2 separate regions of the Sus scrofa genome follow, and region 1 is linked to region 2. Evidence: chromatin contacts called from public Hi-C data. All regions are on one chromosome and are shown on one strand. The core of a region is the stretch at or near the end of the contact, and the rest is flanking DNA. Distances in the headings are between cores, read along the strand shown.

What was found. Hi-C and Micro-C count contacts between places; a contact is called where the count stands out from the background.
Region 1: a Hi-C map of omental adipose tissue shows a contact between it and region 2, with 3 times the contacts expected there. The contact joins two enhancer-like sites. A contact is called at or near these places in 3 of 5 promoter capture datasets (fetal liver, liver and skeletal muscle), 28 of 47 Hi-C or Micro-C datasets (adipose tissue, alveolar macrophages, blood and 15 more) and 1 of 2 datasets of contacts at active chromatin or transcription factors (skeletal muscle).

What each region holds. Positions count from the first base shown.
Region 1 is chr6:108,649,461-108,656,138 of Sscrofa11.1, reverse strand. LAMA3 (laminin subunit alpha-3) reads right to left here. Exons shown (of 75, transcript XM_003482042.4): 12 at 6,031-6,165. Among named protein-coding and RNA genes, the nearest start is that of LAMA3, 100 kb to the right of the region's middle. Within about 2 kb of position 1,733, at least 3 of the 83 cell types and tissues checked have an H3K27ac peak or open chromatin away from gene starts, as enhancers often do. A contact at or near this core is called in omental adipose tissue, where this site is marked.
Region 2 is chr6:108,475,924-108,483,030 of Sscrofa11.1, reverse strand. It overlaps ANKRD29 (ankyrin repeat domain-containing protein 29), which reads left to right. Exons shown (of 9, transcript XM_021096184.1): 7 at 3,950-4,048. Among named protein-coding and RNA genes, the nearest start is that of NPC1, 29 kb to the right of the region's middle. Within about 2 kb of position 4,015, at least 8 of the 83 cell types and tissues checked have an H3K27ac peak or open chromatin away from gene starts, as enhancers often do. A contact at or near this core is called in omental adipose tissue, where this site is marked.

The DNA of each region.
Region 1 (6,678 bases), core at 484-2,983, 180 kb before region 2:
GTGAGCTCCTCTGATATGCTTTTCTGTGATAAAGACAATGGTAGCTTTTGCCCGAGTTGTTCACCGGAATCGTAAAATAAACTCTCCCTGCTAGAAGGGAACTTGGCTCCTTTTCTCACCTGGAACTTCAGTGGGCTGTGGGACTTGTTCTGCGTGGCCCAATTAGGGCATGGCAGACCTAGGAGATTTACCATCATTCCGCCCCTTTTTTTTTCTTTTTAGGGCCTTGCCCTTGGCATATGGAGGTTCCCAGGCGAAGGGTCAAATTGGAGCTGAAGTTGCCAGCCTACGCCACAGCCACAGCAACGCCAGATCAAAGCCACATCTGTGACCTACACCACAGCTCATGGCAACGCCAGATCCTTAACCCACTGAGTGAGGCCAGGGATTAAACCTGTATCCTCATGGATACTAGTCAGATTTGTTTCCACTGAACCCTATTTTATTTTATTTTATTTTATTTTATTTTATTTTATTTTTTTAGCCACACCCATAGCATACAAAAGCTTCCTGGCCAGGGATCAAACTCAAGCCACAGCAGTGGCAACACTGAAACCCAACCCCTAGGCCACTAGGGAACTCCATCCACCCTCCTATTTTACATGCATTCATCCAGCAGACTCTTTTTTTGGTCTTTTTGTCTTTTCTAAGGCCACACCCATGGCATATGGAGGTTCCCAGGCCAGGGGTCTAATCAGAGCTGTAGCTGCTGGCCTACGCCAGAACCATAGCAACACAGGATCGGAGCCATGTCTTCAACCTACACCACAGCTCACGGCAAGGCTGGATCCTTAACCCACTGAGTGAGGCCAGGGATCGAATCCTCAACTCTATGGTTCCCAGTCGGGTTCATTAACCACTGCACCATGGTGGAACTCCCTATCCAGCAGACTTTGGTTGAAGGTCTATTGTGTGCCTAGGTGTCGGGGTGAAGGCAAATAAGAAAAGCCCATGTTCCCTGACCACGAAGAGCTAGAACTCCAGAAGAGGGGCTAGAGAATTACTGACATGGTATCAAGAAACTAAATATAAGAGAGATGAAGAAATGGGCCAGCCCACTCCTGGAAGACAGCAGGACAGCATTCTTTCCTGGCCCTGTGGCCTGTTTGCAAAGATCAAGTCCCTACCTAGGGGTACTGAAGAAACACCCTTGGGCTCTGTGACAGTTTTTGTGTATCACCTAGGCAACAGGACTCAGATGTTTGCTCAACACCAGTCTAGATGTTGCTGTGAAAGTGTTTTGTCAGATGGGACGAACATTTAAATCAGCTGATCTGGAGTAAAGCAGATTACTTTCTACAATGTGGGTGGGCTCATCCCATCAGTTGAAGGCCTCAAGAGAAAAGACCAAGGTCCCCAAGGAGGAAGGAACTCTGCCTCCCGAGGGCCCAGCTACAGCATCAACTCCTCCCTAGTCTCCAGCCTGCTGGCCAGCCCTGCAGACTTTAGACTTGCCAGCTCTCCACCGTCTCGTCAGCCAATTCCTTAAAATCAATCTCTCTCTCTCCATACCCATATCTATCTATATCCATGCACACAGACACGCATCCCATGGGTTTTGTTTCTCTGCAGAACTAGACTAACACAGGTTCTTTCTGCTATGCTGCCTAAGCGAATGCAGAGAGGAAAACACTCAGGCTGGCAGTGGGCAGCGGGAGGAACCAGGAGCACAGAGGGGGCAGCTCCGGCCAGAGTAACGTGGCCGATACCCGCTCTGACTCCTGGGGCCAGAGCGCTTGTCCTGGGAGCCGCCGGAGATGCAGATCCATTCCGGGGGTAACAACAAAGATGCAGTGTTAAACACATGCATGTTATTTTAAATCGTGAATTACTCAATCTGGCATCACCCTTCGCACTTCAATCCAACCATCAGTGAAAGCTGCCAAATCGCAAATCCCGACACCAACCTGACCGCCTTTTTCTCACTCTTGGAAATGCTATCATCAGGCTTTACAAATATTTCAGTTCTGTTCTTTGTTTTGATCCAGGTCCTCTGGAGTCTCTGGAGTGTTTTCTTCTCATGTGCTCATTGGGTTTCTACTTCAAGATACTTTTATTCCCAAAGAGTATGAAAAACAATGATAACAAAGGTCCGGGGAATCAGGGAGCTTGTCGGCTGTGCTCCCCCAAATCTGCCAGCATCAAGCAGGGTCCTGATTCCCAGTCCATGCCAAAGAGATACTTGTTAAATGAAGGAATGAGTAACTCCTGAAACCCTTTTCCTGGCCCAGCCCCGTAGTTCTACCCACAGATATTTTCTCATGGAATCTCGCAATGCTGCCATGAGAGGTATGCCTCCAAGAAATGCCACCGTCTTCCCATCAGTGAAAAAGTCCACAGAGTGAGGCGACACTGCTAGAAAACATGTAGATGACAAGGTAAACAGAGCCTCTATAGTTTCGGGGTGCTCTCCTCACCCACGATTTTAGAGCTTCTTCTCTGTTGGAAAAGCCAGCTGGCACCTTCTCCACTCAGAGCCGCAAAGCCAGCATTTCAGTTTCACGATATTTACTACCGTCCACTTCCCTGGCTGACCGGGCTGAGGGCAGATCAAATCTACAGAAAATCTCAAGGCTTCTTCCAACCACCTCAATGTTCTCCCAGACCAACACTGAATTACAAAGCTGGGGGCCAGTTCAAAGCCGGACTGCACAGAACGTGGCCCGGCCGTGTGGGTTTTGTTTTCACCCTTGGAAAGGCTGGGAGTGGGGCTCCGCGGACGCCTGCCAGGTCGGACGCCTTCCCCAGCAGCACCATCCGCCGTCACCCCGTGCACGTGGCCCCTTCCCCAGGCCAGTGTGTCTGAGTCATGAGAATATGCTGACAGGTTGAAGGAGGTTAATCATGCACAACCATCACAATTATAGGACTTTTCTAAGGAAATACCTGCAACCACAACCCAAAGACTACAGCAAACCCCAATGGGGACAATTTGGGCCCTGGGTCCTTGAGGTTCGCAGGCAGCTGCCCTTTGAGTGTCTTCAGTGTCTCATCCTAGGAGGACTCCTGGCCTCTGTTTTACATGCTGACTGGTAGCTACTTAGCACATTGCACTAGGGAAAAAAAAAAAAAAAAAGGAGAAGGAAGAAGAAAATAAGAAGAGAAAAATGCAAGAGAGGAAGGCAGGAATGACAGAAAGAAAAGGGAACAGTAAACTCCCCAAATGACCTAGTTTGCAGGGAGCTGCAGTGTGTTTTGTGACTACAGATAAAGAACTAAGCCAGATGACAATGTAAACATAAAATTTAAATACATATTGACAACTCTCCAGTGAGGCCTCACATCCACGGTTTAACATTCGCCTACAAGACAGAAAACTCCAGGGCACTTAAGTGAGTCAAAAATGAAAGGAGGAGAGAGACTTGTACTTAAAGTCTGGAGTAAATTAAGTTAATACAAAACATAAATGCCAGACTGCATTGGCAAGAGTGATGAAGATGGATTTTGGAATTCTTTTAAGGAAGATTTAAAAAAATTTTAAAGCCAGACAGAGCAAAGCCACACCAACATTTTTCGGCTGAAATATATTGCACCATCCGATGTGGTGCTCGGGGCCATGTGGACTTGATTCTAAAATGCAATGGCCCAAGAGATCAACTTTATCTACAAAAGATCACAAATTAAAATACTGGGTTGGACCTGGATGCTAGACCAAGTTCAGATTTCAGCATGTCTGAACTTCAGCCACTGGCTTCAACATGGCCCACGTGGAAAACAATTTAAAAGGTCGCAAAAGCTGTTTAAAAAGGAAGCACTAAAGAAGGGAGACCTCCGCCTGCAGAATGTAGGAGCAGCCCAAACTCCTCCAGGGCATCGTGGTTCAAATCTGGAAGAACAAACTCCAGGGCACGCCGCCTCCACCACGCCAGGAAGCAGGCTGCGCTGAACCTTCTCCTGTTTTGCCGGACAGACCTCATCTTCATGACCTGTAACCTTGCCCACAACATCATAAGCTCCTCTAAGTCTGCCCCGAGTGGACCCTGAGGAGGCAGGCCTCCATCCCGTCTCGCTCCCGCTAGTTCTTCTTCATTTTTGTCAATGACGGATCAGTGCCTCCAGCCTAAAATAGAAATGGAGGCAACCCCAACTTGTGCTCCAAAACTTCATTACTTGGGACGTCTTTCCACAGAAACAATAATATGGACCAGGACGAAGTTACCACACCAGACCACAGAGCCAGGTTAGTGCCAAATCCACCTCGAGAGTGATTCATAAGCCCCAACAGAAGCCTCGCCTGTACTGATGCTTCCACAGGAGATGCCCTGGGCATTCCGACTTTCTCTTCTTCTCTTCTTCTTCCTCTTCCTCTTTTTTTTTTTTTTTTTCTTTTTAGAGCCGCACCTGCAGCCTAGGGAAGTTCCCAGGCTAGAGGTCTAATTGGAGCTGCAGGAGCCAGCCTACACCACAGCCACAGCAACGCCAGATCTCAGTGACATCTGCGACCTACACCACAGCTCATGGCAATGCTGGATCCTTAACCCAGTGGGTGAGGCCAAGGACCAGACCCACATCCTCGTGGATACTAGTTGGGTTCATAACCCGCTGAGCTACAACAAGAACTCCCGGGGCATTTCAACTTCTGACACGGAATTGCCCTGGCTGAAGTCAAGGCCGAAGAAGAAAAGAAACCCCTTCCTTTCCTTACCCTTCCACCTGCCAGGTGATCAAATCTCCGGGCAGCGACTGTTGAGAGTGTCTGTGGCCCAAGAGGCAAAGGCTGAGAAGCGGGGCAGATAACAAAGGTCCAGGACATGTCAGGGAGCCAGGAGGAAAGGGAAGGGCTTGGGATGTGGCACACAGACATCTAGGCAAACTGAGAGCTCTACTGGGATTGGGGCCCTAGGCTCTTAAAATGCCATAGAGGAAGTCTGAGACAGAAGGAGGAAGGTTAAAGGAATAACAGCTACCATATAGGTGAGTGCTTCCTTCCCAGGCTCTAAGGGGTCCCTGTTTATGTCAGTGCAGGTGTAACAGGCAACTTTTCACAGGATGGCCACTATTACTACGAAACTGAGGAACAGAGGGGTTAACTAGCCCAAGTTGATAGCGAGTATGAACCTCACCTCTCTGCCACCTTGTCTCCCGCTTCGGGGAGGGACCTTCCTGCTCCCGTCCCAATCTCCCAGCTCCTTAGCTGCTGACTCATGGACGAGATGACTTAGGGCCCATGCTAACCTACTCCTGTGTTCAGAGGATGGAGGCTAGCAACGGCACTTTCCAAATTCCCCTGGAGCTGCATTCTGGGTGCCAAGTGGGTTTTGCAAATAAGGACTTGAATATGGTTAGAAAGGTTGAGTGTTTCTGCTGCGCCCGGGATGGCCATGGAGGCACCAGGACCACATGCCTCCTGTCCCTGAGCAGCAGGGAAGCCCAGCCTGGAGCCTGAATGACTCCAGTCAGCACCTCTCGACCCATAGTGAGCCCCCATCTGGGCGTAGTTCCTGCCCTGAGCCCTGACTGATCATCTTTCCTTCTTCTCTCCCCCGTTTCCCCACAACAGAAGCCCCAAGGAGAACAATGGCAGGCAGACGGAAGGAGGCAGAGGAAGCTAATGTGGTGAATTCATTCAACGGTTTGCTAATCACCCAACACCTCCTGTGCTCTGGGGACCAGCCAGACACCTCCCCTTCCCTTCCTCCATCCCTTTCGGTGACTCCTACTGGGATGGGGGACTAAGGGCCAAGCCAAGCGGAGAGGGAGGGCTTTGTGGTTTTGTGTGTGCTGCTCCCCCTCCCGGAACACCCTGCCTCCTCCCTCTGTCTGCCTGCAGGCCCCTCAGGCACCACCTCCTCTCCAGAGCCCCAATCTGCACCCAGGCACTGGCTCCAGAGCCCAGGGGCTTGACCACCAGGGAGGAGGAAGGGTAAGGCTGGAAAGGAAAAGAGGGGAGGTGACACGGCCAGGAGAGGAGGACAGTCACACGTAACATACCTACATAAGCCGGCAGCTCATTCACTAAACGGCAGGCCACCCAGCTCTGCCAGAAGGAGCCTCTCTCTGCTGCTCACCGTGCATGTGCTGCCCACTTACCTTGGCAAATAGGGAAGGAGTAGAAACCCGGGCGGCAGGCATCGCACCGGGGGCCCCCCACCCCGGGGCGGCACAGGCACCTCCCTTGGGCATCACATATCTCGGGGAGAACTCCTTCCAGGTTACAATCACAGCCTGCGAAGAGGAAGAGACTTTCAGACAGGGCTCCATCCTCCTGCCCTCTGTGTGTTCCTCCCTTCACCCCTGTGTCTGTCCATGGACACACAGATTCTGAGTTACCTATGGCCAACAGACACTCCTGACTTGGAAGACCGCCTCCTAAAGGAAGAAAAATATCCATCTAGGAAAGGTCAGCGATGCCGTTCAGGAGCCTGCAAGGCGGGCACTCGTTTGCAAAATACCTACAATTTTTTAGCATCAACCCCTGGGAGAACGATTTTTCCCCCCGGAACTGAGCCTTGCATAGTGAAGCTTGAACTTCACAGAGTCCCATCAAATGACAATCCTGAATTAAGCACAGTTCTGCCTCCATTTTTCAGAAGACAAGAAATGAACATACATTCAGCCCTATTACGTGCCAGATGTGGCTTTGGGGGCCCTTTCTCCACTGCCTTAATCCTCGAGGCAGGAGCCCTTCCCAGCAGGCAGGCTGCTTCCCACACAGGTGCCAGGGCCAGAAACCTCTGA
Region 2 (7,107 bases), core at 2,766-5,265:
CTCCATATGCCTCGGGGAGTGGCCCAAGAAATGCAAAAAAAAAAAAAAAAAAAAAAAAGAACTTTGGAGTTCTCCGTCTTGGCTCAGTGGCTTACTAAACCAACTAGTATCTGTGAGGATGCCTTGCTCAGTGGGTTAAGGATCCTGTGTTGCCATGAGTTATGGTGCAGGTCGCAGATTCAGGTCAGATCTGGCATTGCTGTGGCTGCGGTGTAGGCCAGCAGCTGTGGCTCCAATTTGACCCCTAGTCTGGGAACTTCCGTATGCCTCGGGTGTAGCCCTAAAGCAAAAAAAAAAAAAAAAAAAAAATCTGCTTTGGAGAAGTAAGCACCAGTAATGAAATACACAGGTTTCCCCCAAATCTCATTGTTCTAATCATTCCTGCTGCCTGCTCAGTCAGTTATCTTACAGGGTAACTGGGAGAATCAAATTAAGTAAACCATATGAAATGCGTTGTAAACAAAAGTACAGTTTGTTACTTCCTGTCTTTCATGATAAATAATATTCAGATTCAATTATTATGTTCTAAGCATCTGTCAGCCAGTCCTCGTGTTCAGCGCATTTCTATCTGTTTTCTCCTTCACGTGTTTCTCTGTGAGGCTGGTATTTTTGCAGAAGCGGCCACTGAGGCGCAGAGGGATTTACCTAAGTTCTTATAACCAGGACGTGGTGACTTCTTTTTCCATCTGCTATGACTATTGCAGTGACGGTGATAATATTTGAGTGTTAGCATTAGTGTTAAAATAATAACATAGCTCCCAATATAGCACCTCTCAGCACTTTTCCACACATCAGTGTCAATTAGTAGAATTTCACTAAAAACAGCCAAACCCTTGGAAATCACGGGGAACAGTCTGGGGCTGCCTTTCCTTGCCTGCCCTCTGGTGGTGATATCGACAAAGAACAAATGAACCCAGAGTGAGCGGGAGAGGAAAGAAAACGCATTGGTACCTGAGCTCTGAAAAGGGCTGTGGAGCCCAGACTAGTCTCTCCTGGCTTCTGGGGTCCCACACGCACCCCGTGGGCTGCAGCCAGCTGGGTTTCCCACCTTGCTTGAGCCAGCCACCCCTGTACACACCACTGTGACCGGAAATGTTCTTCCTTCTCCATGGAAGGCCCTTCCCTCCTCTCTCTCCTGGCAAAATCCTGCTCCTCCCTTGAGACCCAGCTCAGATCCCACCCATCCGCGAAGCTGACCCTGTAGCCTCCAGGTGGTAAGAAGGTCCCTCTCCTGGTTCATCATGGGCATTTTTGTCTGTATTGTGATACCACAATTGTACTAAAATGTCCACATCTCTTCTCCACTAGACAGCATTCCTTTGAGAACAGAAACCGTGTCTCGTTTTTAGCACTCTCCCCAAGACTTAGAAGATGCTTAATAACTGTTGGGTGTTTGAATGAATGAATGATTGGTTATGTCCTGAATTGGGAGAATCAAATTAAACAATGAATGAAGAAGTGCTTTGTAAATTCAAAGTACAGGTGGAGGTATTATTTATATTGCTGATGATAAAGGACATTCGGATTCAGGCCTATGTCTAAGAGGCCCTTGTAAGAGCATAAAGTAGGTCAAGGTATTCAGCCTTCGTCCATCCTTTGTTCCAGCTCCTCGCCCCCCATACCTCTCCCAAGACACAGCCGTGCCAAATCCTCCCCTCAGCCCCTCTAGGAGTCCTTCTAGACTCCTGATCTGCCATCATCCGCCACCTTGCTCAAAGGTCTTCATCCTCTGTCCCTTTGCCAGGACAGCAGTGGGCAATGACCCTGTGCCTGCTGCAGGGGACACGCTGGAGCTGAAATCATATCCTCCAAGATCAAGTGAAACCAGATTCTGTAACTGAATCACCTTGCTCTTCAGCCCACATTCCACTGATGAGTATTTCAGTCCTATCTGACTAAGGCAGTCTCCTTGGGCCTGATAACCTTAATTACCTCAATTAGGTCTGGATTCTCCATCCTCCTGCCCTTCTCTCCAAGTGACCTAAGTTCTCGGAGGCCAGGCTATTACCTTGGCCTTGGGGTGGAGATGGGTTGCTCGTGTCTGCTCCCTGCGCTGGCTTGTCAGCCTCTCGGGTCCCTGAGCATCCTACACAGGTACCCTGAAAGCACAGCTTGTCCACCCTATGCCAGCCCTGCCATCGTCAGTGTTCCTGTGGCTTTATCTCCTCATCCCAGGCTTATCCCAGGCCCGTGTTTACCCAGCACTTCTGATCTCCCACAGGCAGGGGGGGGCTCCTGGGTGGAAGTGGACCCGGGGGTATTGGGGGCATGTCCCACATTGGCCCATATGACTCCCATGGCTATTTCTCTTCTGTCAATAAGGGGCTTGCAGCATTCCTGGGTTTCATCCCAAGAACGAAAGAGAAAGTCTTTCCCCTCTGGAATTCACCATAATTGATCTGGTTCTGGCAGTCTAGCTTACTCAACCCAGATTCCACCCAACGAGGCAGGAAAACAAAGACACTCATGATCCCCACCTCCTGCACTCCCTCTTTAGTGCCTCCCTCCATTATCCACCTGGGTTCTTTTTTTGGTTTTTTTGGTTTTTTTCTGTCTTTTTTAGGGACGCACCAGCAGCATATGGAGGTTCCCAGGCTAGGGGGTCTAATCAGAGCTGTAGCTGCCGGCCTACGCCAGAGTCACAGCAACACAGGATCCGAGCTGTGTCTGTGACCTACACCACAGCTCACAACCACACTGGATCCTTAACCCACTGAGCAAGGCCAGGGATCAGACCCGCAACCTCATGGTTCCTAGTCGGATTCGTTAACCACTGCGCCATGATGGGAACTCCCCACCTGGGTTCTTGAACTCTCTAATCAATAAAAACTGATAAGAGGCTAGACAAGAACTTCAGACAAGGCTTTATTGGACCTCGTGCTGGGGCAGGAGGGAGTGAAAACAAAAAAGAGATGCCCTTGCTCAGTCCCTGAGGGGTGGGCAGAGTGGCTTCTTAAATTGGGTGCGGGTGGGGGCAGATTGGTGGGTCCCGCCTGAGGAGTGGCTTAAGCAGTCTGCCTACCCCCTTAGTGGTGCTGTGTGCAGGGGTCATGAACAGTACCCCGATTTTGCTCCCAGCACCTCAAAAGTGGCATTTGGGCTTGGCCTTTCTGTGTCTTAACTGTTCCAACTGCACGTCTGCAATTATTTTTAGTCCCTTCGTCTCTTTGTATTCTGTTGCTCCAGACGTTTGCCCAGGTGCAGTCACTGCAGTAAAGGGTCCCAGGTCCCAGCCTGTCTCGCTTTCTACAGGAGAAAGATTTTCTATTTTTATTTCTGTCAAATCCTTCTCTGTCCCTTAGATGTTTCACCTTTTCCTCTCTGGAGCAACACACCTCACCTGCATGGCCTAGGGTCCAGAAAAAAGGGTGGTTGGGTGAATAATACACAGAAAGTATGAAAACTGGGGCTCTGCTAACACTGGCCAGTGCTCGGCACTTCCCAGAAGACACAGCATCACATTCTGCATAAAACTGTCCTCCCTGAAGACCACGTGGCTGTGGGGGGTTCTGGACCAGGGAGAAGAGTGGGAGAAATGTCTTTGGTTTTCTGACCCTCTGACCCTTACTGGAAGACACTGCCTCCTCTTCTGCAGGAATTAAGGGCATCCAGGAAGCAGGGCAAGGAGAACCCAGACAGGAGGAGTGTGTGTATGGGGGTGGTGGTGGGGTAGTTAGGGCAGGCTGGCTTCTCCTCCCTAGGTTTGTGGAGGTTCTGCCTGGGTGTTTGGTTCTGTGGGGACTGCACCCCTCTCGAGGGGGCAAAAGACCCTGTGGGGCAATGGTTTTTCTAAGCCAAGATCTGAATATTGGTAATTACCCAAGTAGTCCCGGCACTGACAAATGCCGGTCTATGTAGGTGGGTTCAAGTTGCCCTCGTCGCGTGTCATCCGGAGCTCTCACGGAGCGTTAACCTGCCGATCCATGCTCGCTGTGTCCTCTGCCCGCAGGATGGGACGGCGCCACTGTGGATTGCGTCGCAGATGGGCCACAGCGAGGTGGTGCGCGTGATGCTACTGCGTGGAGCCGACCGCGACGCCGCCCGGAACGTGAGTGTGGGGGACAGCTGCGCGCCGCGCGGGCTCGGGTGGTGGTGCCTTCCACGGAAGCCTTGACCTCCAGGTTGAACTCTGCTGAGAACATGCTGCTTTATTATCTCTTTAGCTCACCAGGGTTTGCTCCCAACCTCCACCCACCTTTTAGCGGGAAAACAGGGGGAAGGTCTGAATCAGTTGAAACCTAGCAAGTGCTGTTCAGTCTAAGGGGAAATGTTGAATTCCTAGGAGATCCTCCTCCACCTGAGATGACCTGGGAGGACTGGGGAGATAGGAGACCCAGCCTAGGCTGACCTTATCGGTGTGTCCGCAGCGGCTGCTGGTCCGCCTGGTGCTGCGCCTCCTGCTAGCCTCTGGGCAGCAGTGCAGCTGGCACACGGGATCTGTGGTTTGGGGTGTCCACATCCCCCACTGACCTTTGCTTAGCCTCAGTTGGAGTCACCTCACTCTGCCATTTTCTTTAACAGTATCTGGCCTTTTCACCCTTAATATTACCCTTGCCTATGTGACTCCCCCCCTCCCCTTCCAAGTCTGAGCCCAGAAAGAGGAAACCGGAAGACACACATACCACTAACCAGACTGCTTCTCTGCCCTCTTTCTCACTCTTTCGGTTTCTTCCCACAACCTCTGAGGTCAGAAAAGAAAAATCCTTTGTTCTCCTCTTCATCCTGATTCCAGCTAAACCTTTAGAGCAGACTGGGTGTTTCCTTTGCTGCAGGAGGATCCTGCCAGCAAAATCCTCCAAATTCAGCAGTGGATGTATTAAAGCAGAAGGGGAAACTGGAAGATCTCTTCTCAGGCCAGAAAAGGATGACAGGAGTTGAATATTAATTTGAACTTATCTTTGTCTTCTTTTCAATCTGTCCCCTCCCTACCCTCACCCCAGCACCACCACAGTCAAACAGGCACCTAGGGAAGACAAGACCAAGGGTGTATACAAGGGAAGGCAAAAGAAAAGGACATTAAAAATTTTAAAACAGTAGATACAGCTCAACAATTATTTAAATCATTAAAAAACAGTCCAGGGGTTCCTTTGTGGTGCAGCGGGTTAAGGATCCTGCATTGTCACTGCAGCGGGTCCAGTCACTGCTGGGCATGAGTTCAGACCCTGGCCCAAGGAACTTCCACATGCTGGGGGCACAGCCAAAAAAAAAAACAGTTCAGGAGTTCCTGTTGTGGCTCAACGGTAACGAACCCAACTAGTATCCATAAGGACGGGGGTTCGATCCCTGGCCTCGTTCAGTGGATTAAGGATCCAGCATTGCTGTGAGCTGTGGTGTAGGTCCCAGGTGCAGCTTGGATCCTGCGTTGCTGTGGTGTAGGCCAGCAGCTACAGCTACAATTCGACTCCTAGCCAGGAACTTCCAAGTGCCATGGGTGCTGCCCTAAAAAGAGGAAAAAAAAAAAAAACGTTCGACAATTTATTTCTAAGTTGTGAACTGCAGAGAGTGCCTCTTTAGTCCTTCAAGGTCCAAAAAATATCCTGTTGGAATTCCTCCTGTTCCTTACCCAATATCCTAAGGGACTAGAGGACCATGAATTCCCAAGTGGCAGGATTCTAAGGTGATGTAAGAAGTCCCATATTTTGTCTGGGATTCTTTCATGCAGCATTAACTGGTTAATATGGTCTAAAATGCTCTTAGATTGAGAGACGTTGCAGGTCTGTGAATTAGTTTACACATTTTGCTTCTTTCTGACAAGCATATTCCTGGTTCTCAATGAATACTTCATCCTTAGCCAATACACACCTGTGTTGATAAGCAACTTTTCTTTTCCTCCCTCTGTAAAGGATGGTACAACAGCGTTATTGAAGGCAGCCAACAAAGGGTATAATAATGTTATAGAGGAGCTGCTGAAATTCTCACCTACCCTCGGTATTTTGAAGGTAAGACCTATGGAGAAATTTTACCCATCTCCAAAAGAGACAGGTTAGAAACTAAGACACTGGTGCTTGAGGACTAGAGTAGAATCTGGGTATCATTTGCATGATTAGCTGAATTGAGAGAACATACCTACAACTTCTTAATGTTGGAGGTTGCCTGGCACTGATAGAAATCAGAAGGTAATAAAAGGTGTGAGCCAGAGTCTATAGGTACCTAGTTTTCTAGGGGAAAAAAAAATTAGAATGTAGTAATGAAATTACTAAATTGGAAAGTCAACCGTATTGATCTATCATTGGAAGATTTGTGAAATCCTCCACAAGTCATGAAAGACATGATTTATGTGCCATGCTACGTGAGGAACAGGTACTCCCATTGCTTCTCTTTGTGATCTGGAGCAAAGATCCACACTGTTAACTTAGATGGAATAAAATAAGCCTCAAACATCTGGACACCTCAGCAAATGTGTCATTCTGGAGGGCTGGGTCCTCCAGAAAACGGAGCCCTGAAACTCTTTAAGTTGTAATCATTTTGGATAAAAATATTTATAAACAAGAATATCTACCAGAGATTGACAATCTTTTTCAATAAAGGACCAGATACCAAATATTTTAGGCTTTGTGAGCCGTACAGTCTATGTTGGAACTGCTCCACTCAGCTGTTTTAGAAAGAAAACAGCCATAGAAAATAGGACAACAAAAAGTGTGGCTGCATCCAGTAAAACATTTCTCAGCACTAATGAATCTGAGTAGTATCCATGAGGATGCGGGTTCAATCCCTGGCCTTGCTCCTGGGTTAGGGATCCAGTGTTGCCGTGAGCTGTGGCGTAGGCCGGCAGCTGCAGCCCTGATTTGACCCCTAGCCCAGGAACTTCCATCTGCCGAGGGTGCAGCCCTAAAAAGACAAAAACAAACAAAAACTTGTGGACATTGTGTTTCTGAAATGTCATATTTTCACATTACAAAATAGTCTTTTAACTTCTTAAATTCTGAGCGTGTCAAGATGTAGAAAAATAGGTGATGGGGGGTCGGCTTAATTTGGCCTGAGGCCTGTAGTTTGCTGACTCCTGGTGTACACTCTCTTGTTTTGTTAAATAGAGGACACCCAGCCTGTTCTAAACTTGGGACAGCAGTTTAGGTACTTTTGAGGTTTACTGACATGTCTAAGGTCTCC